2 separate regions of the Sus scrofa genome follow, and region 1 is linked to region 2. Evidence: chromatin contacts called from public HiChIP or PLAC-seq data. All regions are on one chromosome and are shown on one strand. Each heading gives the region's core, a stretch centred on a gene start, on an enhancer-like site or on the middle of the called end of the contact. The rest is flanking DNA. Distances are from core to core; before and after follow the strand shown.

What was found. HiChIP or PLAC-seq counts read pairs in DNA pulled down with a chosen protein or histone mark.
Region 1: an H3K27ac HiChIP or PLAC-seq map of alveolar macrophages shows a contact between it and region 2. The contact joins two enhancer-like sites. A contact is called at or near these places in 1 of 47 Hi-C or Micro-C datasets (fetal skeletal muscle) and 1 of 2 datasets of contacts at active chromatin or transcription factors (alveolar macrophages).

What each region holds. Positions count from the first base shown.
Region 1 is chr7:117,990,289-117,996,981 of Sscrofa11.1, forward strand. It overlaps VRK1 (vaccinia related kinase 1), which reads left to right. Exons shown (of 13, transcript NM_001243688.1): 4 at 703-772; 5 at 1,691-1,778; 6 at 5,882-5,990; 7 at 6,107-6,199. Among named protein-coding and RNA genes, the nearest start is that of VRK1, 51 kb to the left of the region's middle. Within about 2 kb of position 3,798, at least 6 of the 83 cell types and tissues checked have an H3K27ac peak or open chromatin away from gene starts, as enhancers often do. A contact at or near this core is called in alveolar macrophages, where this site is marked.
Region 2 is chr7:117,738,626-117,745,632 of Sscrofa11.1, forward strand. PAPOLA (poly(A) polymerase alpha) reads left to right here. Exons shown (of 21, transcript XM_021099683.1): 21 at 1-1,715. Among named protein-coding and RNA genes, the nearest start is that of PAPOLA, 66 kb to the left of the region's middle. Within about 2 kb of position 4,261, at least 3 of the 83 cell types and tissues checked have an H3K27ac peak or open chromatin away from gene starts, as enhancers often do. A contact at or near this core is called in alveolar macrophages, where this site is marked.

The sequences.
Region 1 (6,693 bases), core at 2,548-5,047, 250 kb after region 2:
ATTCCTTAAAATGAAATGAATGTAGTTCAGTTAAGTTGGTGAAAAATAATTCTTACTGAGCCTCATTTTCCTGTGGACTTTAAGTTATTATGTGGGAGGTAAATTGTAGGGCTCATTAATTTGAAAAACTGGGAATCAGTGTCAGAAAGGAATGGATGCATTACATGGACCTGCTCACTCGATCTGCAGTTGCAGAAACACTCTTCTTTGTGGTAAGGTTGGTTTTCTGCCAGCTTTGATAAACTAGATATAACAGTAATGAGAAACAGGAGAGGAGTGGGATTTTGCCACTAATTGGTTAAATCAGGTATTGAAATTTTATTAAATCTCAGAAATACTTGTAGCCCCTGGGTGAAACAGTTAACATGGTTGCTGATCTTTGCTTAAGAGAAAGCTTAATAACGATGAAAAGTTTAATGATTTTTCTTAAACTACAAAGACTGAGCTGTATTTCTGATTTTGTACAGTTTATTGCTTATATAAATGGAACTTGAGAAAAATATAAGACTCATGGACTCTTCTAGAGCATCTGAAACATTTCCGAAGAGTTTAACATAATCTTAAACCTGGTTTATGAAACAAGTATCAAAATCCTATTATTTGGGAAGAAGAATTGTTTTATTAGTCTTTTTTGAAGGTTCATTGAAAATCACTCACTAATTTTTAACTGTTGCTAGTACTAATTACCTCTTATGTTTTAAGGAACCCAGTGACAACGGACCTCTTTTTACTGAATTGAAGTTCTACCAGCGAGCTGCCAAACCAGAGCAAAGTAAGTAAGAAATATTTTACACGTATGTTTGTGCTTTTAAAATGACCACTTTTTTTGGTTTTGTTTAAGCCGAGACTTGCACCTTGGATCTTACATTATGATGTTTTGTTGTTTTTTACTTTATAAATTCTCTTGAAATAAGATTTGCTTGAAAGAATTTTGATCACTTAAGGATTTCTTTATGATAAGATTTCACTTATATTGACCTGTAGAGTAAAGTTAATAAGGAATATATGATTTAGGAAATATTGCTAAAAACTGAGATTGCACTCCAATCCGTGAGTTTGGCTCAGGGAAACCCGGATCTTTTTGAGTGTTCTTCTAAATGCTGGAGCGCTTAACTTGCAGGGTTGCTTAAGCGATGCACCGGCATGGACTGCTGAGGCGAGAGGGGCCTCCTCTAGCTCCCCTTCCTCCAGCCCCTCCCAGCTCTCCCGCCCCATCTGAAGGTGGGGAGTCTCCTGGGGGGCCGGTGTCAGGCTTGGCAGCCTCTCCAGAGAGGCTTCTGTCACTCCCAGAGCTTGATTTCTTGGTTGCGGACCTAATGAGGTAAAAAACTTTCAGATTGGGGTAAAAAATAAGTCTTTCTATGGAAACAAGTAAACATTTATCCATACTTGGAGACTCTATTTGTAATTGCAGTACTGAGGTCTGACTTCTTTAAAAAATGTTTTTTGCAATTTTTTGTTTTAAAGACAATGTTTAGGGCAGGATAACAACATTTTGTGGGTTAATAAAAATGTTTTGAATGTAAAATACTTTTCATTTATTGGTTATAATGTACTGCTCACTTTCTGTTTTATGAATGAAGGTGAAATGTATTGCATGTATAAAAGTACATTCTGTTATGAATAATTTTTTTGTAAATTTCTTCTGTCTAACAAGATTGAAATCACACGCCTGTGTTTTAACTTGCAGTTCAGAAATGGATTCGTGCCCATAAACTGAAGTACCTGGGTGTTCCTAAGTACTGGGGGTCTGGTCTACATGATAAAAATGGGAAAAGGTAAACCCGCGCATGTTCCGTTTCTCGTCTCCCTTTCGGGGCCTTCACTGTTCCGTTTGTTTGGTCAGCCTTGTGTGCCGAGCACCTGCCTGCAGCCTTGCTTGGCCTTCGCCTGGCTGTGTGCAGTGTCGTCAGCAGCGATGATCAAGTGCTCCCTCTCGTCCGAGGAGGGACTTGTACCAAGTGGTGGCAGCTGCCTGGAACCCCGCTGACAAGGAGGAACAATGCCAAACGTGCCTGCATTTTCCCCCTTAGAAATGAGTCGGCAGGGAGTTCCCGTTGTGGCATAGCGGAAACAATCCGACTAGGAACCACAAGGTTGTGGGTTCGATCCCTGGCCTTGCTCAGTGGGTTAAGGATCTGGCATTGCCGTGAGCTGTGGTGTAGGCTGCAGACGGGCCTCAGATCCTGTGTTGCTGTGGCTGTGGTGTAGGCCGGCAGCTGTAGCTCCGATAAGACCCCTATCCTGGGAACCTCCATAGTCCATGGGTGCGGCCCCAAAAGTCAAAAAAAAAAAAAAAAAAAAAAAGAAAAAAAAGAGTAAGGAAGCAAACCCAAACCTCCATTCGTTTATGTAAAAGGGAGCCCTCAGGCTGCAGTTGGCATTTCATGTTAGGTGTGTCATCTGCCCACCTCTGTGAGGTTTCAGTCTAGCTGATGAGGAAAAACAAACCTGTAGGAAACAGTGACATGCTGAATTGTGTGGGTCTGACTCTTACATGTCTTAGTTCAGAGCGGAGAGAACATTGTTGGCATAGTTGAGTTGCAGCAAACCTCCAGTGCTTTTGATGCATGATGGACACTTTAAAAACAGTGGAATGAATGCGTGGAGCGCCATGCAGCAGTGCTGGTAGCTGCGATTTGAAGAGCAGGGTTGGTTGGAACTGGGGTACGTTGGTCAGGATGCTCTCAGCTGCCGTAAGGGTAGAGCGGCTCTGCTGTCCTGAGCCGTCCTCAGGAGCCCAGGCTCCTTCTCTTGCCCTTTTGCCCCTTCGTCTTGGCTTCGCTGCCTGTTCATTCGCCGTTGTGTGGTCTCAAGGTGGCTGCCCATTTCTCGGTCGCAGGCAGATGCGGTACCCAGCAGTGGAAGCTGGAATTGCTTCTAGAGTGTTTCACTGTCCTGGCAGGGAGACCCTTCCCAGGGGTCTCTGGCGACCGCCCCCCATGTTTTCATGGTCAGGTGTTATCACTGCTCATTCTTAACCAGCCGCTGCAAGGCCGAGCTGGTCGCGGTGCTGAGGGTGGTGAAGCGCTCGGCCACGGGGAGGAGGATGGCACACCGGCCCGGAGTGGTGCCACAGGCAGCTCGGGGGCAGAGGGCGCGGGTGGGCCCCGAGCCGGGAGCGCTCAGGGAACGTGGGCACGCCCGTTGCACGTTGTTCCTTGTGGCCTTGCTGGACGAGTTGCTGTGGTTTTACGAGTTTTCTGAAGAAACGGTAGCACAAGGATGGATTAAGTTAGGAACAAGGATTCTGGAGCCAAATGCTTGTTTCATATCTGTGTCTTGCCCCTGGAAATGTGCGTGCCTAAATGGCTCCTTTTGCCTCAGTTTCCTCATCTGTGGAATAGAGTAACACCCACCCACATAATGAGGGCGGTAAATGTAAAGCCGTTAGAACACGTGTGCGTGTTAGCTTTACTCTCAGGGAGGTCTTTCTCCCTCAAAGGTGAAAACTGCTGGTGCAGAAAGTCCCTGGAAGGAAGGAATGGCATTCCCAGCGGGAGTGGCCCATGAAGACCGGCCGGGTGGCCTCGGCCGGCTGACTTGACCAGAGGAAGGGGGCACGCAGGGGCCTGAGGAGAAGGCAGTAACTTCTGAGGAGAGGAGAACGAGGCGAGGCAGGTCACTGGGGGGGGGCTGCTGGGAGCCTGGGTGTCGCAGGGGACCTGGGCAGGGGCCGCCGCCTGCCTTCCCACTCAGCTCGCTTCTTCAGAAACACTTGCTACACCGTCTCCTCAAAAGGGAAGGCTCATCACTTGTAACGTGTAGACTTCCTGTTTAGACTGAAGCTTTTACAAAGAGTCATGCTAGTTCTTAGAAAAGCAAAAAAAAAAATAGGAAGTGAGGTTGTCTTTCCAGCTCTCCCCTCCCTGCCAGAAATCCTTCCTTTCCCCCGTCACGCATTTGAAGTCATAGGAATATGGTGCTTAGAGCAGTGTCAGGCCTGTCAAAATTTTAGCTGCTGTCGTTATTAAATCATTTATACTGGTGTATATATTCCCATTATTTGCATTGTTTTATTCAAGTCCCCAGGAGAGTAAACATGGATGGTTTTACTTTAGAGGAGTTATTTAGAAGTAGCTTTCCTTAATTTAGTTCTCAGTGGTAGAAATATCCTCGCGAAAGAATGTGGTAAAAATTTCTAGGCAGTGTACAGAATCATGCTTAAGCAGATGTGTGTACCTTAGGAATGGGGAGGCGGTTAAGGGCTTATTCAGAGTCGTGGTGCCGTGATCTATAAATTAAAAACCAAGGTCTACTTCAGGTGAAGTATAATGAGTCTCAGGTTGAATTAAGCAATTAGGGTTTAGCTCCCTCTCAGAGCGTCAGCAGAGATTGTGTTTTTGTTGCCTGTGTATTATTTTATAATAATTATACAGTCACATCACTTATTTCTAAAAGCAAACATGTGCATGTGTCCTGGGTCTCATCCCTCAACCTTTTAAAACTTGTTAGACAGAGGAAATCAGGAAGTCAAAATTACTGTTTCCTCTTATTACCTTAGAGGTCAGCGTGCTGAAAATCTTACGTGAGTTAACACATGTTGCCACTAATTATATGACTCTGGACAAATCACTTGACCTCTGTAGGCATTAATTTTATCAAAAGATGTTTAGAAAGATGATCTCTAATTCTCTTCCAGTTCAAGAATAAGTAAAATCTTGAACTTTTTATTTGGCATGTTGTCTTTTAATGTTCACTCTTCCTTCTCTATCAAACTTGTCATATTGTGTTTTTTATCTTAGCCTAAAACACATAAATGGGGTTTCTGCATCGTACTTGTGTTTATTGATCATTTATATTTAATGTGGTGGTCAAAAGCATGGTTCCACTTCCTAGAGGACCAATTCCTAATGATCAGTTGCTTCTGCTGTGAACTGGGGTTCATAGGATCACTGCCCTCCCAAGGGTGATGTGAGGTTTAGATGCACAAATCCATCTGAGGTGCTTAGACTGGTGCTGTGATCACACCAAGCTGTGCTGTTATGATGATGTCTGGATACATTTTGAGTGTGGTCTTGGTTTTCATTGATTGATAGAATGCTGGAACCAGACAGCTAAGAATCTGGAAAACTATAGAGATAAAAGTGGTCCTCAGAGCAAAAGACGAACCCTGTTACGGCAACTTGGTGATGCTTTTCGGTACACACTGGAATATAACGTGTGGATGTTGACTCTTAGAATGTGGGTGCTGGAAAAGGCCTTGGAAGGCATGAGGCCTGCTCCCTCGTTTGGTGCCTGGGAACATTGGAGCCCAAAGAGATGTGACTTGGCCAAAGTGGCAGAGTTGGTTTGCGGCAAAACCAGCAATCTTCCCTTTCTTCCAGGACATTTATTGTTCCCGAAATCTTGTCTGTTGAGTACTTAATATACAGTTCTTTCACACCATTTAAGCAGTTTTATTGCATTTAGCTCTCGTTACAGAATCTCTTGACAGTCTTGATTTTAGCAGAATGTTAATACTGCGAAAATGTACCTTAAAAATAGAGAAGAACCGTCAAAGGCAGGAAGCTAATATTCTGAAACATAAATTAACTTGCACTCTGACAAAAATCAGGGATATCGGTCTTACTCAGACTATTTCATCGTTACCGTGAACTGATCTGATGTGTTCGCTCAGTGGGTGTTTTCTTACATTGAGTGTAGTCTCGTGTAACTTGCTGAAACCCTGGGGTCCCTAACGTCAGAGTCAGGGCAGGAAAGCTCTCTGAGATTTCCAGTTGGGAAAACCTGTTTCAAGTGTTGTCTTTCCTGATCTTTTCTTTCTTTCTAACTTTCTTACTGAACGGTTCTTTTAAAACATTATTTTGAAAGGAGAGTACTCATTGCAAAGTGTGTTTTCCTGAGTTACATTTTGTTCATTGACTTTGTTTGTCTTTAGTTACAGATTTATGATAATGGATCGCTTTGGGAGTGACCTTCAGAAAATATATGAAGCAAATGCCAAAAGGTTTTCCCGGAAAACGGTCTTGCAGCTAAGCTTAAGAATTGTATGTGAGCTGCATTCTTCTGTTTAATCCAGTAAAAGTTGGTTGTGTTGAAGCTCGGTCCTCTGCTGGTTGGTGTCAGGTACTGCATTAATTTATTCTATATGATGCTTTCGCAGCTGGATATCCTGGAATATATTCACGAGCACGAGTATGTACACGGCGATATCAAGGCCTCAAATCTTCTGCTCAGCTATAAGAATCCTGACCAGGTAACTCTGCAACTTTAATTTCTGCTATTTAAAACCTGTTGTTTGAAAACAAATAGGGTGGCTGTGAACTTTTGAACCCAGGCAGAAGTTTTTACTTTTTGAAGTAGATATGGTAATAATAATATTTCTTCTTGACACTTTTATCTAGTTAACATTCTACATTTTTGATGCAGTTTGTTGGCACTTTATCAAGTTGGCTATTTTGCCCTAAATAATATTCAGAAGAAGTACTTGTGATACAAAATGAATTTCAAATAGCTATTTGGGGGTGGAAGCTTAAAATTATATAGTGCACCAATGAATTATGTTTGCCTGTCTGCTTTGTCATTTTTAAAATTTCCTTTGTTCAAGAAATCCATCAAATGTAAGTGTTCTGTTACTTGGAAAATTTGGTCTTTAGCATGTTGATTATTCAAATCATTTGGTTTACAGAAATATCTTAGCTTTCTAAATTTGTATACCCATAGGGTTTGGAATTCAGATGTGCATTTTTA
Region 2 (7,007 bases), core at 3,011-5,510:
CATAAGAATTCCTTATTCTGATGATGCACTTTTATGTATTTTTTTATTAGAAAGTAGAACTAATTTTAGATTTTCAGCTTGATGGATTTTCATTTTTTTCCTGAAGAATTTCCTTTACCATTAGTCTTCAAATTGGATGCCATTGTGTGGCGGTGTACTGTTACACTTCAGAGGAGGGGTAGGAGTACATCTAGTTCAGTCCCTGCCAGGTAGCTGTAACCTTCACAAATGAAATGTCAACTCTAGGGTATATATTTGACATTGAAAGAATAATTAGGAAATACTTTGTTTTGATGGGGTCATGATTAAGAAATGATATATTGGTTTTATTTATAGAATTGTTTAGAGTGCATACAGATCAGCGATCAGCCAGCAAATATTTTTCTTTGAGCTTGTTTAAGCTCCATATTCTTTTGCCTTCAATCTGTTGTCTTTTAAACAAACGAAGCTTTTTGCTCCCTCCCCCTTCTTGTTCTTTTCCCCTCTGCTTATGTGCATACGGTAGGACTTATTTCATCAAAGACAAAATGCCAGTATTTTCTTAAGCCATGATGTGAAACCAGTGACCCTGTGGCCACATGGCACAGAACACTAAATTTTGGTCCCATGGCTGTAACTTTAGGGTGACTAAAAATAATGCCTGTGAAACATGATATCTCTCTTGGATGGCCGTTTGATCTCTAAACATGAGGAATTTTGTACACTCCACAGAACTCCTGTCAGTAGTAAAGTTGATTTTCAATTTTAAACATGTGAGCAAAAAGGCATTTTTTCCAAGAATTTTAAACTGTATTTTTAAATGGTTGACCAAAATTTGTCAGTGAATTGTACATGTAGAAGCATTTAAAAATCATTTCTGACAAGCACTTGACATCTAGTCAGCTCTCTACTCCTTTTACATTTTGTTTTCTCCTGTCTATAGATTCAGAGCTCCTTTATGTAAGGGGACTAGTTCCTCGTAATCAGGCGACAGAATATTCATCTTTACAAACTATGAGGATGATGCCAGATGTTGATAAACTTAGTTATTCTTAATCGGGACAGAGCCAACCTAACAGATTTTTCTGATGAGCATGTTTTATGAATCCTCCATTGTGCTCCATTCTATCACATGTGCATTTTTCCTGTTAAACTGCAATGACTTCAACTCTTCCCCTGTCCTTCTAAATTGATTTTCCAAAGTTGGAGTGTAGTCTTTCCCCCCTTAGGCTATGCATTAATTGAGGCTTTCTTTTCACCATACTTTATAATGTCTAGTATACGATATTTCTACTGCCCACATCTTGGCTCTGCACAGTCACCTTGCCCTTCCTCCCACCACCTAAGAAAAGAGGGTCAGACTAACAGGTGAAGTGTACAAGGTGTCTGTGTGTTTGTGTAGCTTCAGAGTTAGATTGAAATTGCCAGGCACAGATTTAGTCTTTTGTCATTTTGTTTACACATTGGGGAAAAAGAATTCAGTTTATTAAACGTTTCATGTAACTGCACCCAAGTTTTGCCAAGCTGGGAACTTGGACCTTTTCTGTGTAGTGACTTTTTAATTCTAGTTTTCATAACCTGGAGATCAGACTGTTGCTTTCGCATGATGTACGTAGTGTCTCATGACTGGAGTTTGCTTTGTTTTATAGTATCTGTACTCCTTGTATTTTTCAAGAGCTATTTTGTAAACAGATGATGTATTTCTCCATTGAAAACACAATAAAAAAAAAACAGCACAATCCCATAGTTGGCTGGTTTCTTTTGACTGACTTTTTTTGTTTTTTTCAGTGATGTCTTTATTTCTGTTTGCAAGTTATGATATATAGCTGTAAGTGAAGATTTGCAAAATAATTTACTTTGGTTATTTTTAGAAAAGATATTTCTGGTTAATTTATACCATTAGCAGCAACTTAATATTAATTGATACCTCACATAATCAGGTATTTATTCTTATAATTGATCATTAAGGAGGAAAACATGAATATAGTACCTAATAATTAATTTTCTGCTGACTCACCCTCCAAAACATTTACTCTGTGTATGTAGACCCTGTATCTTTCTCTGTGCTTACTCCGCGCCTGTAGACGGTGTGCGGCTGATGTTGTCAAAGCAGTTGGTGCTTTAACTCTCATGTCGGCAGGTGGCACTGTTGTTGTTCAGTGAATTTCAGGATCCTGTGTTTCTCACTTTACTCAACCCAAATCAGATTCGGCTTTTTTTAAACCCTCAAGTGCTCAACATGGCATACGTCACTTACAGGTTAGAAATGAACTGCGTTGTATGGATATTTGATGGCCCACTTTTGAGTGTGGTTATCTTAAATGCTTTGAGTAGAGAGATAGACCTCCTTATAAATGAAGCCATTATTTCAAAGGACATGCAGTCCATATTTTTATTCCTGAAATTCCAAGTTCTGATACCTGTACTATCTATAAAAATATGTGACTGTAATGTGAAATAACTTTTTATTAAAATAAAATTTAACTTTTGGGACTGTCTAGTAAAAGGGAAAATGTAAAAGTTATTCTCAACTCCATTGTTAACACCTGCAGGACTGAACTTGCCGTGTTTCCTCTACCTTGATAGACACCTAAACGCGGGACTGAACATCACAACTTTCTGAGTTTTATCACCCACATGGCCTCTAATGCATCTTGCTGAAATTACTAAAATGATAATTGAAAGATGTGTGTTTTGTAGCTCTGGGTGTTTTCTGGAATAAAGTTTGTATTTTTCTAATTAACACCTCTGTTTTTTTTCCCCCACACAGAAAAAAATGTTTTAAGCTCTGCCTAGTATTAATTCTGGCTGCACTCAAGGTGGCAATAAATGATCAGCAGCTCCAAGTAGTAACTGATATATGAAGGGATAAATCATTAATATACACAAATTGTAGACCAAGCACTGGAAATAGTACCTGTTAGTGCACTTCAGTACATTAAAACAAAGACAAATTGTTTGTCTAATAAGGCGCCGAACAATTCTTTGGATATACTTTTGCCTATTTTAATTCTAATGAAAGAAGAGCTTAAGGAAAATTAGTTGCCTTTTAGCCTGAATTGTGTGTGTGTGTGTGTATATATATATATATATATATATTTTTTTTTTTTTTTTTTAATTCTCTACTTTATTTTCTGTTAGCTTTTCTTCAAACCAAAATCACAAATGGATGCTGTGTCGATGCAGACCTGAACTTGGCAAATGAAATATTAAGTGTGTTCCGTCTGGTCTTTATTATTTCCTTCCTTCTGCTGACTTCGGGTTTTGTTTGTGTGTTCTGTAATAAACATGACCTTCAGTCATATAAATAGAGACAAGTGGTCTGTTAATTCTGTGTAATATCTGTTTCTCATTTATAGAATCCATTTACCCATCCTTTCTCCATACTTATCAGTTTAAAAATACCTGTGACATTTTCCATAGCTTTAATGGCACCAAGAAAGATGGCATCAATATTTCTGAGCCATGTATTTCAGAAGTGATTGTATGTACTTCATTCCAGAAGTGATTTCATATACTTGGGAAGTCATTTCAACTTCTGTTTTTCTTCCTCAGAGACAGGCTTTTGTCTTAATGTTCTGGGAACATTATTGCAGCTGATCAAGCCGTACATGTATTTGTTGAAAGAGATGGGATTTTAAGTATGTTTTTCCTTTTCACATCCCCTCCCAATTCATCGGTCTTTCCTTGAAAGGGTGGAATTAAGGCTGTGCTCAAGTTCAAAGTTCAGAAAACTCGTGTTTGTGAAAGGTTGTGATTGTAATTGTTCTTCTTCCTTGTTACCTTTTTAAATGCTTTGCATTTTCTGATAGCTAAAAACCTTATCTACAAAGGGCACGGTATTGTTTTAGAGTTTATATGGAGTTCAATCCCCTACTATTTTAAGAAGTTAACGTTGAAAATATTCCTACTTTAAGGAATAAGATAGTGTAATCCCATTTTTTCTGTTTCAAGCATCTTTAAATTCCATTAGTCGGTGTTAAGAACGGAACAGTCTGTACTCCAGTCAAAGCTTATAATTTTTGCTGTATTTCTAAGGTACAGGATAATAATGCCTTTAATCAAAACTAGTTTCCTCCTTGCCACCCCACTTAAGAGTTTTTGTTTATACGTGTTGATTTTCAGTGAAGAGAGTAGATTTACACTCCGCAGTTCATCTTATGGGTCCCAGGATTGACCAGAGAAGCCTAAGGGCCCTCTCAGTTTTGTTTCACGTTGTAGAATAAACAGGTCTAGCAGCCCCAAAGCTGAGTCACCCTGGGAGTCAACTTGACATGACCACTTTGGTCTTAGCCGCAGAGTTCCTCTTCCCACCCAAGCACAGACATCACAGCCCTAAGAAGGTTTATCTAAGACACACTGCAGCAAAATGCATTATTTAGATGAGTGTAAATTCATCTATATAGGATTGGAGTCTTAATATTCTATAAAAATGCATTTTACCTATAAATAAAATGTTTTTCAAACAATTGCATCAATAGACTGAAATGCAAAACAGATGAAAGGGAAGTCCTGACCTATGGTGGGTTCGCGTCTTGGGCTGAGTGTGATGTAATTAACAGTTACAGTGATCAGGTATTGCCTAGTCTAAGTACCATGCATCTCAATATTTGGAACTATCCAGAAAGTATACTCAGTTTTCAATTAACTTGGATGCCTTAAATTACATATTAGTCGTGTGATTATGACCCAATTTTTTTTTTTAATCTAAGTCTTTGCAAGGTTTTTAGAAGCACTTTCTTTAATTAATTTGTAGGATGCTATTTTATTTTCCGGCTGTCTCTGTGGCATGTGAAAGTTCCTGGGCCAGGGGCTGGACCTACCCACTGCAGTGACAACACTGGGTCCTTAACCTGCACCTGCTAGGCCACAAGAGAACGCCTATAAGATAGCTTTTTTTGTTGTTTTTTGTTTTGTTTTGTTTTGCTTTTTAGGGCCACACCTGCAGGATATGGAGGTTCTCAGGCTAGGGGTTGACCCAGAGCTGTAGCTGCTGGCCTACACCACAGCCACAGCAGTGCAGGATCCAAGCTGTGTCTGCAACCTACACCACAGTTCACAGCTGCGCTAGATCCTTAACCCACTGAGCAAGGCCAGGGATCTAACCTGCGTCCTCATGGATCCTAGTCAGATTCATTAACGCTGAACCACGATGGGAACTCCAAGATGCTATTTTTCATTCACCAGTTTAATCTGAGAAAATGCAATTGGGATCATACAAAAATTGGTTGTACAGGTTTCTTTCAGCTCATTGCAGACATTTATCTCAGCCTTATATGTTTTCTAATCATGTCATACAGTCCTTAAAAATATTTTCAGAGGGTGTAATATATTTTATGGAAATGCACAGTGACGAAGTTCTCTCTGGGGAGTAAAAGGATCGGGTGCCACTGCTGTGCCCCTCTTCCATCCTCATACACATGGGTGGATATCTGGGTTCTTTTCAGGTTTTTAGACATTAAAAAGTGGGTAGATGTATTTTAATATAATAATGTAAAATGTCCCGACTTTGTGCTTGTTCCTTGTGGATGCCGTCTTTCTCTTGGCACAACACCCTCCTTACAAACTTTCACACTGTGTGGTGCCTGGTGCTATGTGATTTCCAGAAATCTGGCATGAAAATTGGTCCTTGTTTGCGTTTTCTGACTGCAGTGGAGCTGTTAATAAAGAGATTGATGATAAAGTTGTTGAAAAGAGACAGTTGGGCAGAACTGCTCCCCATGAGTGACAGAGGGCATGATCTGCCTTCACAGCCAAGAAAGGCGCCCCCAGCAGAGAGCCGACCGTGCCTGGACACTGTGCCAAGACTGTTAGAAGGAGCTTTAGTGCACTGTTAGGCTACTACATCTCTTTAATTTAGACTTGGTTCCGCCTTTCCATTTTATCTAAGTTTATGGAGTGCTCTGGACAAATGTATTTGCAAACGTGATGCACTTCCCGACTATAAAATAATTGGGAAATTCTTGAAGGCATTCATAATTCATTCGAATTTGGCTTAGTGAAATTGTTTTGGTTAGAAAATATTACAGGTTTTATAAAAAGCCAAAGTCGAGCAGTCTCCTCCAAGTCTTAAGGCAGTCAAGTCCAACGGCCTCAAGAATAAGCATTGGCTGCAGCAAGTGCTGCTTATGGACATTAAATGTCTCATTGTACATTCATCTGTGACTGCTAGTACAGCTTGGGTGGCTGGCATGCAGTTAAGCTGTGCTCTGTTTTGTGGTCTCCTTGATAGTCCACTAGAGTTTGGGGCACTCTCTAACTGACGTTAAAGATAGGGGTTCTGCCTGTACTTTTTTAAACTATCCTAGGTTACATGTTTTCCACTTTAGTTTTCTTGAATATGAGACTCCTTTGGTCAGGTTTCTCCTTTAAGGAAGTTGTTTTATTGTAGCCTTTGTTTTGTTAAATGACCCAAAAGTGGACACTTTAGTTTCTTGACAAAGGAAGTTTTTGAAAGTACGATTTTTGCCTCTGCCAAGACTGTTAGATTGAAAGTGTGTGTATCTATCACAAGGCTTTTAGAAATTTTCTAATATGTTCATAAAACCTCAAAGTGGAACCTAATGAGACATCTCGTGCATTGTATCTGTGATGGGCTCACCCATTTCCACTGAGGGAGGAGCCCCATATTTCATCATTTCCATTGCTGGGTAGGAGTTAAACACTAGATTGGGCTTAACCTGATTTCCTTGATCTTCAGTTATTTTTACTGTTAACCTTTAGAAGGAGGTTCTGAACTGTCTGCACTTCCTTTAACGTGGGACCTTCAAAACAGAGTTCTCCATGTTTGCTCTATTGACTTTGATTTGGGAGGAAATAAAATGGGATGTTGGAGAATCCTGGTATAAAGGGCTTTCCTGGAATGCAGTCCTTGAATCACAGCATGTTTGAGAGCCTGTTCTGTAAGGCCACGTTTGTTCCTGGAGTCGCCTCGACCTCCCAAGAAGTTTCACCGGCCGGACAGACCTCTCAGGGTAGGTTCTCACCACAGGCCTATAAGCTAATCTACAAAACAGATTTGGGCTCTG